2 separate regions of the Mus musculus genome follow, and region 2 is linked to region 1. The links are chromatin contacts, called in public Hi-C maps. All regions are on one chromosome and are shown on one strand. Each heading gives the region's core, a stretch centred on a gene start, on an enhancer-like site or on the middle of the called end of the contact. The rest is flanking DNA. Distances are from core to core; before and after follow the strand shown. Region 1 holds the start of Ythdf3 (YTH N6-methyladenosine RNA binding protein 3). Region 2 holds the start of Pde7a (phosphodiesterase 7A).

Region 1 (4,865 bases), core at 1,994-4,493:
AAAGTGACACCTTGGAAGGCTAGGTAAAGGCGGGAACTGTGCTTCTCTAAGTTTAACTCTCAGGAGAAGGGGACTTATCTCTGCCCTTTGTTCTCAGTGCTTGTAAGACTCAAAGAGCATGCATTCACATGATGAAAAAAACTACAGTTCTGCCCATAAATTCAGTCATAAATTGAATAAGAGGTTATAACAGAGAATGCTTACATGCATATACACTAGGAACAATTATCTGGCTTCACTTTGACCATTTGTTACTTTCTTAAAGAGTCATAGAAAAGTTTAAGACTATAGCTAAGCTGTCCTTAAAGTTTTGTTTAGACAAACTAGTCAATATCTTATCTCCTCTTTTTGGACTTGGGGTCCTGTGGTATATATCTTCTTTATGACCTTGGGTTAATGGTTTCTGTAACCTCCTGGAATATGCCCTAAGTTTTAGAAGTCTGCTGTTATCTCAGAAGCAACTAAGCAGTCATGTTTATAAAAGGAACTCCAATGTCTCTGTGGGTATTGATATTTGGAAACAATGGTAACCCTTGCATGCTAGATGTTTCTGAAGAATAAACTCTTTGTATTTGCATACTATCTGGGTCTGGGGTCTTCCTTCAGTGATTTTTGTGGACCTTACAAAGGAAACATGAAATTGAAGTGTAACATGGTATTCTGAAACAGAAAAGGAACACGAGTGTGAAAAGTAGGGAAGTTTCAGCAGTGTGGAACTGGAGTCCATCAACTTGCAGGCAAGTTCCTCATTGCTTTTATTGTAGGGTAGTTGTGTAAGACAAGAACATTAGGGGAAGATGAGCAAGAGACGTGCAGGAACTCTGGGTAACATCTTTGTAACATTTCTGTAAATCTAAAATTACTTTAAAATAAACATGCTTTTTTCTTTCTAAAAATATATACCTTGTTTCAAACTTGATAAGTTTTAATTTAGTAAATTTAGCCAATGTCTAGAGTCTGCTTTTATAACAAGTTCTAGGGAAAAGCTGTAGTTTTCCCAAGAGACAAGAATCACACTTGAGAGACACCATTTAAAGGAAACACAAGGCTACATGATTTCTTCTGCCTTTTTCTTGCCTTTATAAATTTCCTTTCAATAACTACAAGAATGCTTGGGAAAGAGGCCTATTTCAAAACAACACTTTAAAAAGTATTTCTCTGTATTCAATTCTGTTAACTATTAGTTTTACCTTACTATATACAGTATTTAGATATCTTACATTTAAAATGCATCATTCAGTCCTATAAACTATCTGTGCTTGGCTCATCTACTGTTACTTGAAGGTAATACAGAATCTTAAAAATCTTAGTATAAATACTGGAAAAAGTTTCAAAGAAAAATTTAAATAGTACTAGCTAGCAGAGTGAATTTGGGAAAGAGTTTTACACACAGGTCATTACTTATTATGTCTCTGTTGTCATCTATTATTCTTCCTGGGTGGTAACATTCTTGATCCTCAGTTGAACATATATTTCACAATACATGTTTCAGTTCCCTTGCAACCAAGAATTTTCAGAGAACAATGTTGTAGTTAGTAGGAGGTAGACAGGTGTGGGAAATAAAATTGCTATGAAATATCCGGAGAGAGCACTCTGCTCTCCCTGCCTGCCCCGCTCTTTTCTCTTTCCTTTTAGTGTGGTGGGGTTGTGATGATGGCTGGAAGGAGAACAGCCACCTCTGCGGCACTGATGGAGTGTTCTAGAGGTGATCCCAGGGGCACACACACGGGGATCGGAAAAACATTTTCAGGAGTGGTTCTCTCCTATCACGTGGGTTCCAGGTATAGAACTCATGTTGTCAGTTTTTGGTGTAAGTGCCCTTATCTGCCCAGCCATTTTGCTGGCCTTGGACTATTTCTTAAACTTACTTTGGAGCCAGGCAGTGGTGGCGCATACCTTTAATCCCAGCACTCGGAGGCTGAGGCAGGCTGATTTCTGAGTTCGAGGACAGCCTCGGCTACAGAATGAGGTTTTAAAAAATTTTTAATTTTTGAAACGTAGCCTTGGCTGTCCTGGAACTCATATAGATCAGGCTAGCCTCAAACTCACAGAGATCCACCCTCAAGTGCTGAGTTTAAAGGTATGTGCTCCCTCACCCAGCCTTCAATTTTTGTAGCAGCAGTTATCACACAAGATACTGTGACTATTTAATCAATTATATTGCCTGACATTTCAGGAGTACTCACTGAGTTACAGTTTTGATGCGGGGACTCACTCAGTGAAGAAACAAGAAGTGGCTGATTATGTATGTCAGGCCTTAGTTTACTCATGACGCCAAGGTTTAGGTTAAGAGACTTCTCCAAGGTTATAAACTAATCATTGCTAGGTAAGAATTCAAACTGAGATTCGTGGAATTCCAAAGCCATGCTTCTCAGATAGGAGTAAAGTCAAGGCCTGCAAGCCTTTTCTATTAGTTTTCGCTATGCACTTTCAACTTTCCAGCCTCAATTCCTCTTCCGACAAACTCCTTGAAAACCAAAAATGTTTTTGGGAGTGGGAGCTAGGTAGAGCAATGTAGAATAAGGGGGACCTTGGGAAATGGACTGATTTGCAGCTCAGGGTCCGAACAGAAGGAACACAAGAGAAAGGGATTTGGGTTGACCACACCTAAAATTGCCTTTTGAGGATTTGCATGAGAAGCAATCTTGACACAGTGATTCTAAAATATTGTGGTACTACATATAGAAAACTGTGATTTTCCTAATTTCCTGCTTCATAGGTTAGCACTTAAACTGGGAGGTTTTAAAAGGATTTGGCTAGTTAGGAATGCACACTACACCACACCTGTAAAGAAATCTTACTTGGGAAGGAAATTCAATAAAAATGCCAAAATTATAATTGGACTGACTTTCTTTGTTTTTGCCAACAGGTAAGAAAGTAACATTACCAGTTTCTAGGGACATTTTAACATTTTCTTTTTTTCGGGAGGGGCAGCAGTCTTGCAACTGTTTCTCTTTCCGAAGGCTATTTTATTCAATAAAAACCAACCCCATCCCAGTAGAGAGTTAGAAAGCATTCATTGAGAGCGTGCTCCCGCACCCCGCACGCACGCACGCACGCCCGGTGGTGGCTGAGCGGACAGGCGCTGCTGGACCGCTTCTGTAGCCTCCAGGCTAACAACGCCCGAGCCCAACGCTCACGGTACCGCGCATGCGTCTAAAGTACAGCTGCGCCTCCGGGTCTCTGCCCCCCTCCCCTCTCCGATGACGTGCACGGCGGGGGCGGAGCCCGAGGCCGTGGCGGGAGTGGGGGAGGAACTGCGAGGTGTGCGTGGACGTCAGACTGGATAGCGGAAGGTCAGGACGGCCCGGAGCGGAAGTGGGGCTGAGGCGCCTGTCCGCCATTGTGGGCCCGAGGATCGGAGGACGAGCGGGGACGAGCAGTGTGCAGGCGGCGAGCTCGGGCCCCTTCCGCGACTCCCGAGCGTGAGCCCTCTCCCTGGAGCCTGCGAGAGCGGCGGCGGCGGAGGCCGGAGCAGAGCTTCGCGAGGGCGGTAGTCGACTGCTGTGAGTGCTCTCGGCGAGGCCCAGGCAGCGGCGGCGGCGGCGGCGGTTCCTCTCGGGTTACGGTGAAGAATGTCAGCCACTAGCGTGGATCAGGTGAGGGAGCAGGGCCCCGGCTCGGCGAAGGCCGGAGCTGCAGAGCTCCACCCTCGCGTGCGGCGCGGCTCCTCTAGCCGCCGCTAGCTCCGTAACGGCGCCGCGGGTCCCGGTTGTCGGGGCTGCTGCCCAGGCCGGCCTGAGCGCGGGCGGCTGAGTCTGCGGCCGGCGCCCGTGACCACAGGCCCGGAGGTCCCGGCGGCCGCCGCGGGGCCCGGAGCTGGCGGGTGCCGGAGGCGAGGCGGAGAGGCGGCGGGAGGCGGCCGGGCGGAGAGGTTGCGGAGGATCTGGTGGGGTTCACACCTACGCGGATTGTTCTGAAGAACTTGTTTGCAGTGGCTCTGTTTAACGCACTTTTCTTCCCCCTCCCCCTCTTTACCACCTCTGTCGTCTTGCTTCAGAGACCTAAAGGGCAAGGAAATAAAGGTGAGTTTGTTTGTTTGTTTTCCCCTTAGGTGTTCCCTTGATGTGATTTTTTTTTAAAAAAAACTGTAAGCGGTTTCTTTCTTGTTTTTGCACTTCTTTCTAAATATAAAGGATAGAAAAACATCCAACGCAGCTAACAGACAACATTTACTTAGCTCCTGGGTTTGTAGAAACCGAAGTACTAAGAAGAAACAGCTGTCTTGGTTGTATTTCAATGAACGTAATGTTATTTCTTCAGTTTACCATTTATGTTTGTTACATAACTTAGGTCATACTTTTTTCTACATTTGTGTATAGTTGGATAAGTTTTTAAAGTGAACAGCATTCTGTTTGAAATTTCGGGATTACATTTAAACTTGGCAAATCACATGGCGTTCTATGCCACATTGGGTGAAAATCATGCCCCAATCACTGAATAGAATCAGTGAAGTTGCTTGCAAGGAGACAACACCACTATAGAACTCCTAACAAGTATGTAATCTTACAGCAGCGCTCTGATTGGAAGGCGTGTCTCGATCTGGTTTCTTACAAAAGCCCGAGAAGGAAATTATTTGTGCAGTTATTGCTAGTGTTATATGATTTGCTATTTAAAAACTACCACTAAAAGTAAGGCAGTTAAAACACAAATGTAGTTTGTATTTATGCGTGTGGAACAAAGTAGTCAGCTGATTGAAACATGGCTTAACATGTGATATTAGTGTAGAACAATAACTCCTTTCTTGGGGTGGTGCCAATTAAAGAACATTACAATGAGCTATATATTTGTAACGTTTTGTAGTGCCGGAAGTGACACTAAATACAATTACACTTCCTGCTTTTTTTTTTCTTCCCCGTTCCCCA
Region 2 (4,986 bases), core at 1,217-3,716, 3.1 Mb after region 1:
CTCGTTTTTCCCATGACATATTGCCATCTATCCCCAAAGCATTCAGTTTCACTACACGATTTACTACTAAGTGATACTAAGTGATGGTAACCCATGTCAGCTCGAGTGAGGTACCCTGTTATGTTCACCAGGAAAAAGGTATGTATTCACTAAGAAAAGTTCTGTCTCAGCCTAAGGAGTTCCCACATACTCTCTTGGAGATCTGGAAGTTGTTTATAAGTTTTAAAAGCTAGTAAAATCGGTGTAATTCTATAGAATTTGTGGTTTGTTGCCACAGTCACAGTTTTAAAATTCCACTACCCATTTAATCTTAGTCTAGGGGTGGGCAAAGAAAACTGAAGCTTAAATTGTTTTTTGTGTGGTAATTAAGATACTAGGTAAAGCTCTTGGGGTCAGTTTTGTTTTCAATCCCTTGATCTTCCCTCTCAGGAAGCAGGGACATGTAACACATATTTCATAACTTTAGATAAAGTGTGCCTTACTATTTATATGTAAGTGAAAGTGGGTGTTCGTCATGTCTGCTGATCTCAGGAAGAAAACAGTATTTAGAAATGAAAGTTACTTCCATTAAAGACCTTTAATTACTATTATTGAAAACCTTCTCCTGAGTGCTTTAATATATTTTGATATTATTCTGGAACTTTAAAACGTGTTAAGCAATAATAAAAAATACAGTTCACAAACTACACTTCAAAGTAACAAAAGTATTATTTGAAATTCCACTTAGTATTTTACACTGAATTCTTTAGCATACTACCTTGTATCAGAAGAGTCTGACCTTAAATAAAGAAGAACTCTTTGAAAGGAAACTCACACAGAACCTCCTGCTCTATCTTGCAGGCCAAAAAGGAAAAAGAAAAAAAGGCAAATGACAAATAGAATTTACTGGCGATCTACTATAAGCAAAATCTCTAAAAGATGCTGTCCATTCTAACTGTCTTTAAAATTTCCTTTCTTATAATACAATATAATTGAAGGGAGAAACAGTGTGCTATAAAGGGTAAAGAAATACTAAGCAATAGAAAAAAATAAGAATACTTTATTTTACGAAATGAATACGGGACCTAGGGCAATGGCTCAGGCCTGGTACTTGGAAGTCTGAAGCAGGAAGATCATGAGTTAAAGGCAAGACTGAACAATTTAGAAAGGCCCTGCCATAAACAAGCACACAAATAAACGAATGAATGGATGGATGGATGGATGGATGAATGGCTGAGGCTCACTGATTGGAGTCTAGACCAGCAAATGTAAGCACACTCCTCCAGTACCCGTCCCAAAAGTAATCTCATAAACACAGAACTTCTGGCAGCAGGCAATGAGGGCACCAGGTTCATATGTAAACAAAGTAAAATTCTTCCTCTTTATTCTAAATCTGGCAACCAAATTTAACCCAACTAAAGAGCTGAGCCAAGGACGTCACAGAAAAAAATTTTTTTTTTTTTAATGTTCAACAGCAACTGGTGTTGGGCCATCGGAAACAAAGTCCTTTGTGAATGCTCATCAGTGGTTTCTGAACTAAAGCCGCCTTTATCAAGCGAGAAAACTGATTGGAAACCATCAACTTTGCACACTAGTTCCTGACACCTAGGCCCCTTCCCTACAAAGCAGCAGTTCGCAGTTCGGGTGAGGACCACAATGGGACCACTAGGCCTATTGTTCTGAGAAACTCAGCACCCGCAGCGCTGCAAGGCTCGAGAACCTGCACAGGTGTGGGGGAGGGCTAGGGGGTGGGGGGCGAAAAGGTGAGCTCAGGGTCATGACTAAGGGGACAAGAGGCCCAACTGGTAGGAGACACAGAGAAAGGAGGGGAGGATAAAGTCATGGCTTGGGGCTACCAGCGGGCGTGACGGGTTAGCCGCGGCGAGGGTCGCAGAGGCCAGGGGCACCGAGCACAGCCGAGGGTGAAAGACTCCGGGAAGGGGAGGCCAGCCTACCGAGGCGGGAACAATGGCCCGAGTCCCTCCAGAAGACAAAAGCACCGAGCTGCGGGCCCCGGGGCGGCGGTTACCTGCGAGAGCTGCCGGGGATGCGGGCAGCCGAAGAGCGCGGAGCTGGAGCTGAAGCTGATGGCTCCTCGGCGGCTGAGGACGTGCTGGGGGACCGGCCTGTCCAGGGGCAGCACCGGCAGCTGGTAGCATACTTCCATTGAACACGTCCGCCTTGGATCCGCGCGGCGCCCGCCAGTCCGCGGTCGCCCGCCCCTGCGCTACGAGGGGGCCGCGCCGCGGGGACCCGGGGCCGAGGCGCGCGCGGGGCGGGCGGCGCTAGTGGCCGCCGACGCCTCCCGGCCCTCCGCGCGGCTGGCGGCGGGAAGGGCTGCAGCGGGCTCGGGAAGCCGGGCGGGCGGCGTTAAAGGGGAACCCGCCGCCCAGGCGCTCCGCGGCGCGAGAGCTGGCCCGGGCCGCGAGCACGGGCGCGGAGCGTAGAGCAGTTCGGCCGCCGGAGCCCTGCCCCCTCCCCTCCCCCGAGCCTCACTCCGCTCCGCCGCCGGCGCGAGCCCGGCGTAATTCACACTTTGCAGCAGCGGACCCTGCGCCAACCACGGCCGCCGCCACCGTGACGTCACGACGCCGCGCCGCATGCCCCGCGCCCCGCGCCGCCGCCGCGCCCAGGAGCCCGCCGGCTGTCCGGACAGGGCTGCTCGCGTCCGCTGCGCTAGGCGCCGCGCCGCGCCGCGCCGCGCCCCGCGCCCCCCCGGCCCCTCCCGCCTCCCCGCAGCTCCCTCCCCGCAACCCGCGGCGCGTGCGCAGGAGAGTTACGTGGGGCATCCTCGGGCGCACCGACCCGGAGTTTGTTCGGCCTACCGGATCGGCGCTGTTTCGTCCGACAGATCCAAAATGCCCAGAGCACCGGGCGCCCTCTCCGTGCTCCGCCCGTCGGGGCACCGCGCGCGTCCCCTGTGGAATTCCCGTACTAGGGCGTCGCGGGAGGCCGCTGCGGCGGTGACGCCAGCAGATCTCGGGGGCTCAGTGCTCCCGCTATGTCACCGTCCGTGCCCTACCTAGGCAAGGTTCCAGTGGCTTCCCTTGGCAAGTGAGGCCCCAGACTTTCGGGGCCTGCAGAGCAGAAAAAGACCAAAAACTCCCGAGCGAGAAGGAGGGTCTTTGGATGGAGAAAAGTGAAATTCTGCAACCAAGAAAATGAGAAATGACGATATTGGGAAGACAAAGATGACAAAGAGACCAAAAGTTCCCCTAGCCAACCATCGCCCTTCTTTGTTAGTGTTTGCTGGCTAGGATGTAAGAGAGCTTTTCACCTGTTTTGGTAAGGTGAGGATATAATTTGCTTGTTCTTTTAAGTTTCTGCCCCAAACTGCCAAAGCTTTTCTGCAGGAGCCGACTGTTTCTGATGCTTTGAGCATCAGATACTTTTAGCATGAACGAGCTCCACACCCCCACCCCCACCCCCGCCCCCTGGCAAAATAGATTTGGATCATTTCTCAGGGCATCTAGTCTCCCAGTTATTTAAGATTGGCAAGGTGGCAGGTCTTAGAAGAAGTACAGTGCTGAGCCTGGGCTTAATGATGCTATAAATTGAGTACCGAGTGTACATGATCAGATAAACGGACAAAGGTGGAAGGTGTATTCTTTTATTATTTAAACCTCGTGCCCCTGTGTATTTTCTACATGCCAGGTCTTCATCATGTTTTACGATCCGTTCTGTGTCATGGAATTTGCCTTCACTAGATGAAGAAGCACTAATGAGATTCTTTTAGTGCAGCAACTGATCTCACTGCTTTTGAAATCCTAATTAGTCCCTGTAGTAGATGTGTTAAGCATCTCACTTGGGATTACACCGAGCACTGTGGGCCACTTAGTCTTCAGAAAGTCGTTTATCAGCTGACTAAATTGGAAGTAGATTCCTAGAAACAAACTTGCCCTACACCTAGGACAGATAAATCTCAAGAACTAACCTCAAGTGATATGTACGGACATGGTGGTACAAACCTGTAATCGCTGCCTTTGGAAAGCTAGGGCAACACGATGAAGAGTTGAGAGTTAAAGATAAGCTCAAGTATCATAGTGAGTTCAAAACCAGGCAGACTACATAGTGAGATTCTATCTCAAACAACAACAACAAATTTGAGTACCTCTACACAAAGTTGATACTGGTAAAATTTCATTGAGTAAAATATACCACATTTAGTAATATCCAAATATTTGATTAATTAAATAATAAGACTCACTACTAAATAGGCAACTAAACAGTACATTTCCAGTAAGGTCTATTTCAGGGTCCTTGTTTGAGCCAAGAGCCCTGGCAGGTATTTTATATACAGTATTTTTACCCAACACATAGTAATTTGATCTTATTTATACAAATGAGCAGTCCCTTTCCAAAACTAAGTCACTTCCTTAGTAAACGCTGGTCTGACTTGAGAGCCATGTCTTCCACCATAGCATGCAGTATTATGTTTTCTGTATTGTTGGGAAGGCATTAGGGTGCATCAGAGGAACTCCAGAAAGGGTGAGGGGAGATGTTAAAGAGAGATTTCAAGAGATTGGCTCAAGATTGCTAAAGCTGATGTCTAGAGAGTAGATGGACAGACAGACAGTAATAGTGGACTTTGCATTCTGGGATCTGAAACTGATAAGAGAAAACTGCCAGGCTGAAAAGATAGGCAGGATTTCTTTCTATGCTGGAGTCTTCAGAAAGAAAGTGCAAATCTTCACTCTTAAACCCTTTAACAGAATAGACAAGGCCCAGCCACTTTGAAGAGGGTAATCTGCTTAACATCTAGAGATTAAGTGTTGCCAGCATCTTGACCTATGTTGGGCCAAACAACTGGATGTTACAGCCTAACCAACATGGCACAAAATGAACCACCACAGAGAGAAACTTTAAACTTAAGTAATGAAAGAAATCCCTTTACCTAAAGCAACAAAAAATAAAGAAATAGAAAAGAAAATCAAGATCCATACAAAGGATGCTTTTATACTTTTATATGCTAGTATGTTTTATACTATACTATACTATAATGTAGTG

What was found. A called contact is a pair of places that touch in the nucleus more often than the background predicts.
Region 2: a Hi-C map of muscle stem cells shows a contact between it and region 1, with 3 times the contacts expected there. The contact joins the promoter of Pde7a here to the promoter of Ythdf3 in region 1. A contact is called at or near these places in 2 of 39 promoter capture datasets (cranial neural crest and pre-B cells) and 1 of 484 Hi-C or Micro-C datasets (muscle stem cells).

Annotation. Positions count from the first base shown.
Region 1 is chr3:16,179,922-16,184,786 of GRCm38.p6, forward strand. Ythdf3 (YTH N6-methyladenosine RNA binding protein 3) reads left to right here and starts at 3,244. Exons shown (of 5, transcript NM_001145919.2): 1 at 3,244-3,599; 2 at 4,001-4,025. The coding sequence starts at 3,576.
Region 2 is chr3:19,308,856-19,313,841 of GRCm38.p6, forward strand. It overlaps Pde7a (phosphodiesterase 7A), which reads right to left and starts at 2,467. Exons shown (of 13, transcript NM_001122759.2): 1 at 2,009-2,467. The coding sequence starts at 2,146.